2 separate regions of the Delphinus delphis genome follow, and region 1 is linked to region 2. Evidence: chromatin contacts called from public Hi-C data. All regions are on one chromosome and are shown on one strand. The core of a region is the stretch at or near the end of the contact, and the rest is flanking DNA. Distances in the headings are between cores, read along the strand shown.

Evidence for each region. A called contact is a pair of places that touch in the nucleus more often than the background predicts.
Region 1: a Hi-C map of muscle shows a contact between it and region 2, with 5 times the contacts expected there. The contact joins the promoter of PAK4 here to the promoter of LRFN1 in region 2. A contact is called at or near these places in 3 of 3 Hi-C or Micro-C datasets (lung and muscle).

Annotation. Positions count from the first base shown.
Region 1 is chr20:13,270,211-13,274,319 of mDelDel1.2, reverse strand. PAK4 (p21 (RAC1) activated kinase 4) reads left to right here and starts at 1,961. Exons shown (of 9, transcript XM_059999053.1): 1 at 1,961-2,098.
Region 2 is chr20:13,106,238-13,110,005 of mDelDel1.2, reverse strand. It overlaps LRFN1 (leucine rich repeat and fibronectin type III domain containing 1), which reads right to left and starts at 1,518. Exons shown (of 5, transcript XM_060000615.1): 1 at 1,410-1,518.

The sequences.
Region 1 (4,109 bases), core at 712-3,211, 160 kb before region 2:
AACTGTTACTATTATTAAATCTTAAAGATGTACGTTTCCTTTGACCCAGCAGTTCCAACTGTGGTAATCTTTTCAAAGAAAATAATTAAAGATGTGCACAAATATTTAACTGCTTGGATTTTGGGGGTGGGATAAATTATTTATAATAGCAAAATATTTATCACAGTTTAGATGTTCAACAAGAAAGAGTGGTTCAGACAAATTAGCATTCATTGATAGAATGGCATCTTATGCAGCCATTAAAACAAATGTTCTTGAAGAATATTTAATGACCTGGAAAGTTACTGGTGATATTTATAGTCTTGTTTTAAAAAGATACAAAATTCTTTATAAATGTGTTTCCAATTCTGTTTTAAAAGGTAGGTAGGGGGCTTCCCTGGTGGCGCAGTGCTTAAGAATCCACCTGCCAATGCAGGGGACACAGGTTCGAGCACTGGTCCAGGAAGATACCACATGCCGCGGAGCAGCTAGGCCCAGGCGCCACAACTGCTGAGCCTGTGCTCTAGAGCCTGCAAGCCACAACTACTGAAGCCCACGCGCCTAGAGTCCGTGCTCTGCAACAACAGAAGCCACGGCAATGAGAAGCCCGCACACCGCAACGAAGAGTAGCCCCTGCTCGCCGCAACTAGAGAAAGCCTGAGCGCAGCAACGAAGACACAACACAGCCAAAATTAAAAATAAATAAAATAAATTTATTTTAAAAATAAATAAAAGGTAAATGCACAGAAAAAAAGACATTATGCAATCACTTATTCATTGCTTCTTCAGGTATTAATTAAATGCCTACTATGTGCTAGACACTGTGCTGGGGCAAGGGAGATGCACTAAATATTTAAAAGTACCTCTGCGGAGGTGGATTTACAACTTATCCAACCATCCATTCAACAAATGGGCAAGTACAGTGAACAAAACAGACAAAAATCAATGCTCTCATGGTGCTGACACGACAGCAGCAGAGAGAGCCAAAAAACAGTAACTATGATTATCTAATCATCTAGTATGTTAGAGGATGATTTGAGCAACAGAAAATAAGAAAAAGCAGACAAGGTAAGGGCTTTAGTAGCATGTGAGAGGGATGTTTGCTGCATTAGTCAGCATGGGCAGGAACAGTCCCACTGATAAGATGACATTTGAGTAAAACCCTGAAGGACAGAAAGGAGGTAGCCATGACGATACCTGGGGAAAGAGTCTATTCCAGACAGAAGGAAAATGCAATGCAATGACCTTGAAGTGGGAGAGCACCTGATTTTTTTTTTTTTTTTTTTTTTGGAAGAGCAAAGTGGCTGGAGCTCAATGAGTGCAATCACAGAAAAAGATGTCCGAGTTTAGATTACGGGGTTTTTTTTTCAAAAAAATTTTTTACAAATAAATACTATAAACAAAAACACACAAAAAAACCTTATAAAAAGATTAAATCAAACTGTGCCTTGATTCCGGGCCAAGTTCCCGGACTCAGACAGACTGCCAGACGTCGTCCAAAACTCATTATTTACTTCCTGTGATCCCGAACCAGCTCGTTCGCCCCTCTAAACCTCAGTTTTATCTGTAAAATGGGTATTAACATACAATACGTCTGTTGTGAGTATTCAGCGAGAAATTTCACTTGGCGGGGTGTCTGACACATAGTAAATGCTTACGAACTGTTTCTGGCCATTATTACCATTACTGCCTTCCACCCACTAACTCCTTTTGAGGGAAGATGGGAAGTTCTGTTACCAGAGGATAGCCATTTTCCCCTTTAAGAATCCAAGTGGGCTGGGAGCCAGCCTCTCCGCACCCTTTCCAAATTTTCCAATCCCTGCTTGGCATTTTCCGCCTGAAGGTCTCCGATTGGACTATCAGCACCAATCAGAGGCTGGAGCGGCGCTGCCCGGAGCCCAGCTCCGCCCCTGAGCGGGCCCTGCCCCCGGCCCAGTCAGCCCCGTTGCTATGGGGACTGGTGGACGGCGAGGGGGGAAAGCCCCGGATGTTCGTTGGGGATTCAACATGGCGGCGGCAGTGGCCGTGGTGGCGGCGGCGCAAGAGAGCTGAGGGCGGCGTGAGGGAGCCGATTTCCGGGCCGAGCAGCTAGGCCGCGAGCGACTGCGGTGCCGAGCCGGTAGGATAAGTGGTCTGGCCACGGGATTGGGGTGCGCCGGGCGGTTGTAGAGCGTTTAGGCGAGTAGGGGGCGGGGCCGCTGGGGTCAAAGTTCACTTGTGGAGGGAAGGGTCGCGTCCGGGGGGGTCGTGGGTCTACGCTGAGCGGGAGGGAGGGAGGTGTATAGGAGGTCAGAGGTCAAACTAACGAAGGGGGCGTGGCGAAGGGGGGCGCAAAATTCGAAATTTGAAGTGGGAGTTCGTTGGAGGGGCACGGGGTGAATGTCAAAAAAGGGGGTCAAATTAATAATTTGATGGGAGGATGTGCCTACGAGGGTCAGAGGTCACAACCGTGGGGGCGGCGGTTGGAGTTAAGGCAGCAGCCAGTGGAGCAAATGCAGGAGACTTAGGTTGGGGGGCATCTTTATGAGATCAAAGGTGGGGCGTGACCAAAGCGAGCAAAAATCAGAATCTGATGGCCCGACAGATGATGTTCCCAAGGGTCGAAAGTTAAAACCCAAGTGGGACATATTGCTGGAGAGGAGGGGTAGGACATTCAAGAAAGAAATCAAAGGTGCTTTCTGGTGGGGGAGAAGGAAGCCCCCCTCCCGCAGATAATGAAAAGAATTCCAAGCACTCATAAAGCACTATGTGTCAGACCCTGTTCTAAACTCTTTACACGTATTTAATCCTGACCACAACCTTATGGGCTTGGTGCTATTATTAAGAGGCCAAGTGATTTGCCCAGGGCCACCTCATGAGTACGTTTTGCAGCTGAGATTGGAACTCTGGAGTTCTGGGCCCAGAGTTCTATGCTCTGCTGCCTCTCAAATACTCATAATGTTAGTTAATACTTAATGAGGGCTGACACTGTGCTCAGCGCCTGGTCTTATTGTACTACAATCTAGATACACCCACTTTACAGCCACAAAAAGTGAGGCTCAAAGAGCTTCTGGTAAGTGATGGAGGCAGATTCCAGGCTGGATCTGAATGATTCCAGAGCTCCTGCCCCTGGTCGCCACACTGTAGATTGCCAGAGGTCTGTTCGTGGAAGCAGGGGGCTGGGCAAGGCTGGGCCGCTCCCTGGGCAGGAACAGATTGTCTGTTTGGCCTCGGTGGAAGGGTGTGATCTGGGAGGAGAGGGTCCCCTGGGCCGATGGGATGGGGTGTTTGTGGGTGGCCCGGAGTCCAAGTGAGTCTGGCAGGCTCCTGTCTGGGGAGGGTGTTGTTGGGTGGTACCCTGTACAAAGTTGGGTGTTCTTTGTCCTTAAAACCCCAACCTCTCCTCACGATCTTCAGTCACTGCCACCTCTTTTCCTCCTGCTCTCTCGCGTCCCTCCCCGAGGTCCAACCACACTGGCCTGTTTGCTGTTCTTCAACTCTGTAGGCTTATGCCTGCCTCCAGGTCTTTGACCTTCGTGTTCCCTCTGCTTGGAATCCCTTCCCCACTTTGCACCCTCTCACTCACGAGCCACTCACTCACAGCCTGACCAGGACCACCCTGCCCCCAGACACTGTTTTGTGGTATTTTGGCCGTGCTGTGTGGCATGTGGGATGGTTCCCGGACCAGGGATCGAACCCAGACCTCTGCAGTGAAAGCACTGAATCCTAACCACTAGGCCACCAGGGAACTCCCAACCGCCCTCCACACACACTCTTTATCTCACTATTGTTCTCTCCCAGCCCTTCACTCGGTCTTTAACTTATTTATCAACACGCAGTTTCTTGTCTGCCTCCCACTAGAATGTGGGCCCCTCACGGGCAGGAATTTCTCCATGTTGTTCTTTCCCTGAATCCCCACTTGAATCACTGCCTGGTCCATGGAGGGTGCTGGGTTGGTGGTGGTTGAATGTCGGGCGTGGTGCTGGGTGCTGAGTCTGCAGCAGCGGACAAGACACACGGGCCCCTGGCCCCTGAGGGCCCTCAGTGTCCCTTGGTGGGAGCGGACTGGAACCAGACCCCTAGCCAGTGATACATGGCTACATCTCTACCAGCAGGGACGTGGCCTGCGAGGACATGGTCAGAGGACCAGG
Region 2 (3,768 bases), core at 269-2,768:
ACTCATGCAACTTCACATATCCCCATGATGCATGGTCACATACATTATCACACCAACAGATGCACGAATGCACACACTCGCGAATACACACCTCACACACATACACAGAACCACAACACGCACAGACGCTTACAAGGCTGATACACACTCAAACAAGCACACAGGTACAGAAAGACCCACCTCTGCACAGACACTCCCAGGTGCTCACTCATAACAGACGTGCTCGCACAACTGCCCTGTGAGGGATTTACACACTTACAAATACAAAATATTGAACCACAGTGGCACAGTCAACAGATAAGCAGAGAACCCCACTCACACACAGTCATGGACACACATGCCTCCCAGACCTGAGGCACCCCCGCCCCACCTACTGCCCAGGCCAAAGAAATCCTAACATCCCTCCCTCCCAGCACAACCCCTCCCCAGCCAGGTCAGAGTTCAGCAGGTCGAATCTCAGAGGGTTGAGGGCCTGAGTCGTAGAGCATTGGTCCAAGGCAATCCTCCCACCAGCAGCCCAAAGGTCCCTCAGCCTGGCTATCTGGATGCAGGCAACTCCGGCCCCATCTGCGGAGATCTGGCCGGTGAGGGAGTGGGGTGGGATGGGTGTGGGAAAGGGCCGGGTCTGCATCCCTCCCCTAGGGCCCATCTGTCCATCCCTCGGCCTCTCATCCCTCCATCTGTCCACCTACCGGCTGCCCATCCCCCCCCACCCAGCCACCAGGAAGGGGAAGACATGGCCGTCTCCCCCAAGGACCGCCGAGGACCACCACCCCCCCGGAGTTGACATGGACCGAGGAAGCGGCAAACTCCCCTCCCCCAAACCCACACAGAGGCCTGGTCCCACGAGGCGCTGAGCCCCAGCCCCCCGCCGGGAACCTGACATGGACGCAAAGACACACACCCTCGGAGACATACAACCCGCAGACACACACACACACGCACAAACGGACACCCAAGCGGGCACACCCGGTTACACAGATCCTGGGATGGACATCCAACCCGGACACAAACACCCAACGCAGCTAGCCGCGCGAAGACACTAGCTGCGGGGGGGTAGGGTGGGGGACCCACACCTGGGCACACAACCCACGCACACACACCTGCACACAGCCCCTCCGATGGGCGCGCGACAGCCCCCCAGACACACAGCAGGAGGGGCAGCCACCCGGGGGGACACACACGCACGGCAGGACACAGCACCTCGGCTCGACACCCGGCACACACCCGGATGGCCACACAAGCAGGGCGCCGCACACGCCGGCGCCGGGCACACAGAGGGCCGCGCGAGCGCACGCCGGGCCCGCCGCAGCGCCGCGGACACACACTCACACGCTCGCACGCTCACACCGGCGCTCACACCGGCGCCCCCGCCCGCCGCCTCCCTGGCCGCTGCGGGCCGCGCTCACCCAGTCAAGGGGGGGCCCCGGGCCCGGCCCCGCCGCCGCTGCCTCGCTCCGCGCCATGGTGGGGGGAGGGCCGGGGGAGGGGGCGCGGTGCCGCGGGGCCGCCTCCCTCCCGCCTCCCGCCCTCCCTCCCGAGCCGCCGCCGAGCTCCGCCCTCCGCACCGCCCGCCGCCGGAGCCCCGCCGCCGCCACCACCGCAAGCGGGGAGGGGACGCCGACCGGAGGGGCCGGGCGGGGCGGCTACACGCCCCCGCCCCCCGCCCCTGGGCCAGCTGCAGACCCCTCTCCCCTGCGGAGCTGCCGGCCCGCCCCCAACCCCTCCCCAGCCCCACCTCCAGCCCTGCCGGCTTCCCGGGAGACCACCAGACCACGCCCCGACTGGCATGGGGAACCCTTGAAGCCCCAGTGGAGACCTCGGATCGTGTCCCAATGCCCAGGGGGACTCCAGATCATGCCTTACCTCCTTTGAGAACCCAGACCACGTTCCTCAGCCACCCAGGACCACAAATCATGTCCTGCTCTCCTTGGTGACCTCAGACTCTGCCCCAAACCCATCAGGGACCTTAGTCTGTACCCCCAAATCTAAGGGGACCCCAGACCACATCCCAGCATCCAAGGGGATCCACAGCACCCCCATCAGGGACCGTAAGTCATACCCCAACATTCAGGTGGACCCCAGACCACACCCCATCACTCAGGGCCCCCAGATCACACCCCAACATCCAGAGAGGATTCAGACTATATGTCAACATCCAGGGAGACCCCAGATCGCGCCTTACTCCCTTTGGGGACCGAAACCATGTTCTACAGCCACTCAGGACCACAAACCATATCCCACTCCTTCCTGGGGACCCTCTATGTCCTTCTAACCTCTCGACCTCAAACCATTCCCTGCCCCCCAATAGGAACTCCAGACCACATCTAACATCTAGGAGGCCCAAATATGTCTCTTACCCACATGGGAGACCCTAAACGTTCCTGATTACCCCCATTAGATCCCAGACCGTCCTCCCCTCCAAGGCACCCCTTGGTTTACAGAATGCCCAATTTGCCCCAGATTCTTGATCTTCCTCCCCACCGGTGCTGCCCTCCTGAGGACCCAGCCTCCTCCCCATTCCTATTCTCTCTCTTGAACCCTGAAGACCTTTCCCCCTCCCTGTGACTTCTGTGGAGTCCAGAATGCCTTGTTCCTTCCTTGTTCAGACCCCTTTGCCCAACTCCTATCAAATAGCTGACCCCCAGCCCTTCTCCCACTGAGTATCTCAGGCCACTTTCCACCTCTTTTTGAGATATTCACTGGCCCCTAAACCCAGCAAGTCCTCCCCTCAAAATCTGTCTTATTGCAATTCCCCAGCTTCCTGGTGGTGCAAATCCCTCCCATTTTGAATCCCATTTGGATTCCAAGGTCTTCCCCTAAACCCCTTCCCTAAATTCTTCCCAGCCACATCATCACATGGAGCTTGCCCTGCCCCCCAGATCAAGGGCATCTCTGCAGAACTTCCCTCTAGTGAAGCTCCAGTGAACCACTCACAACCATTAGATGCCCCTGGGGACACTCACAATCCCACCTCCCACCCCCTAGTCTTTAGATTTCACCATCACCATCACCATTACCACCACCACCCAGGCACCATCCCCACCTCTCACCCTGGTATTTGGTGCTCCCTGCCAGGATGTGGAGGACCAGGGCTGGGAGGACAGATGTGGGAGAATAATAACAGCAACAGCAAAAGTGGACACGTGTCAAACACTACTATGTACCAGGAGTGGATCTAAGGGCTTCACATATATGACTCCATTCACTCTTCACAGCAGCCAGATGAGGAAGTCGCATTATTATCCCCATTTTACAGATGAAGAAAATTGAGCCACAGAGAGGTTTAGTCACTTGCCTAAGGTCACACAGATGGTAAATGTCAGAACAAGGTGGAGGCGAAGGGGAAAGAGGGTGAGGGCAGGCCTGGGATGGACGGGAGTGGAAGGGGGCAGGGTGGTGAGAAGTTAATAATAAGAGAGACAAAGGTATACAGAGATGGAGAAACAAAGAGCCTGAGCCCAGGCAAAGACAGCCTCACTCACAGAGCATATCTGGCCCTGTGAGCTCTGGCCCCTGCCCACCTCTTGACATCATCCCTGACCACGTTTGTCTTTTAGCCTCAATAATGAATTTTCTCTTCCTCCAACATACCACCTCAATTCCAGCCCCTTGGCCTTTGCACTGTTTTCCCCTTCCATGGCTGATCCCATCTTTTCATTCAATTCTTAATTCAAATGTAATCTCTTCAGAGATCTCTTTCCCATGACCAATTTACATCCCCACCACCACCAATTCTCCTGATGTCTGCAGATTACTTTGAAATAC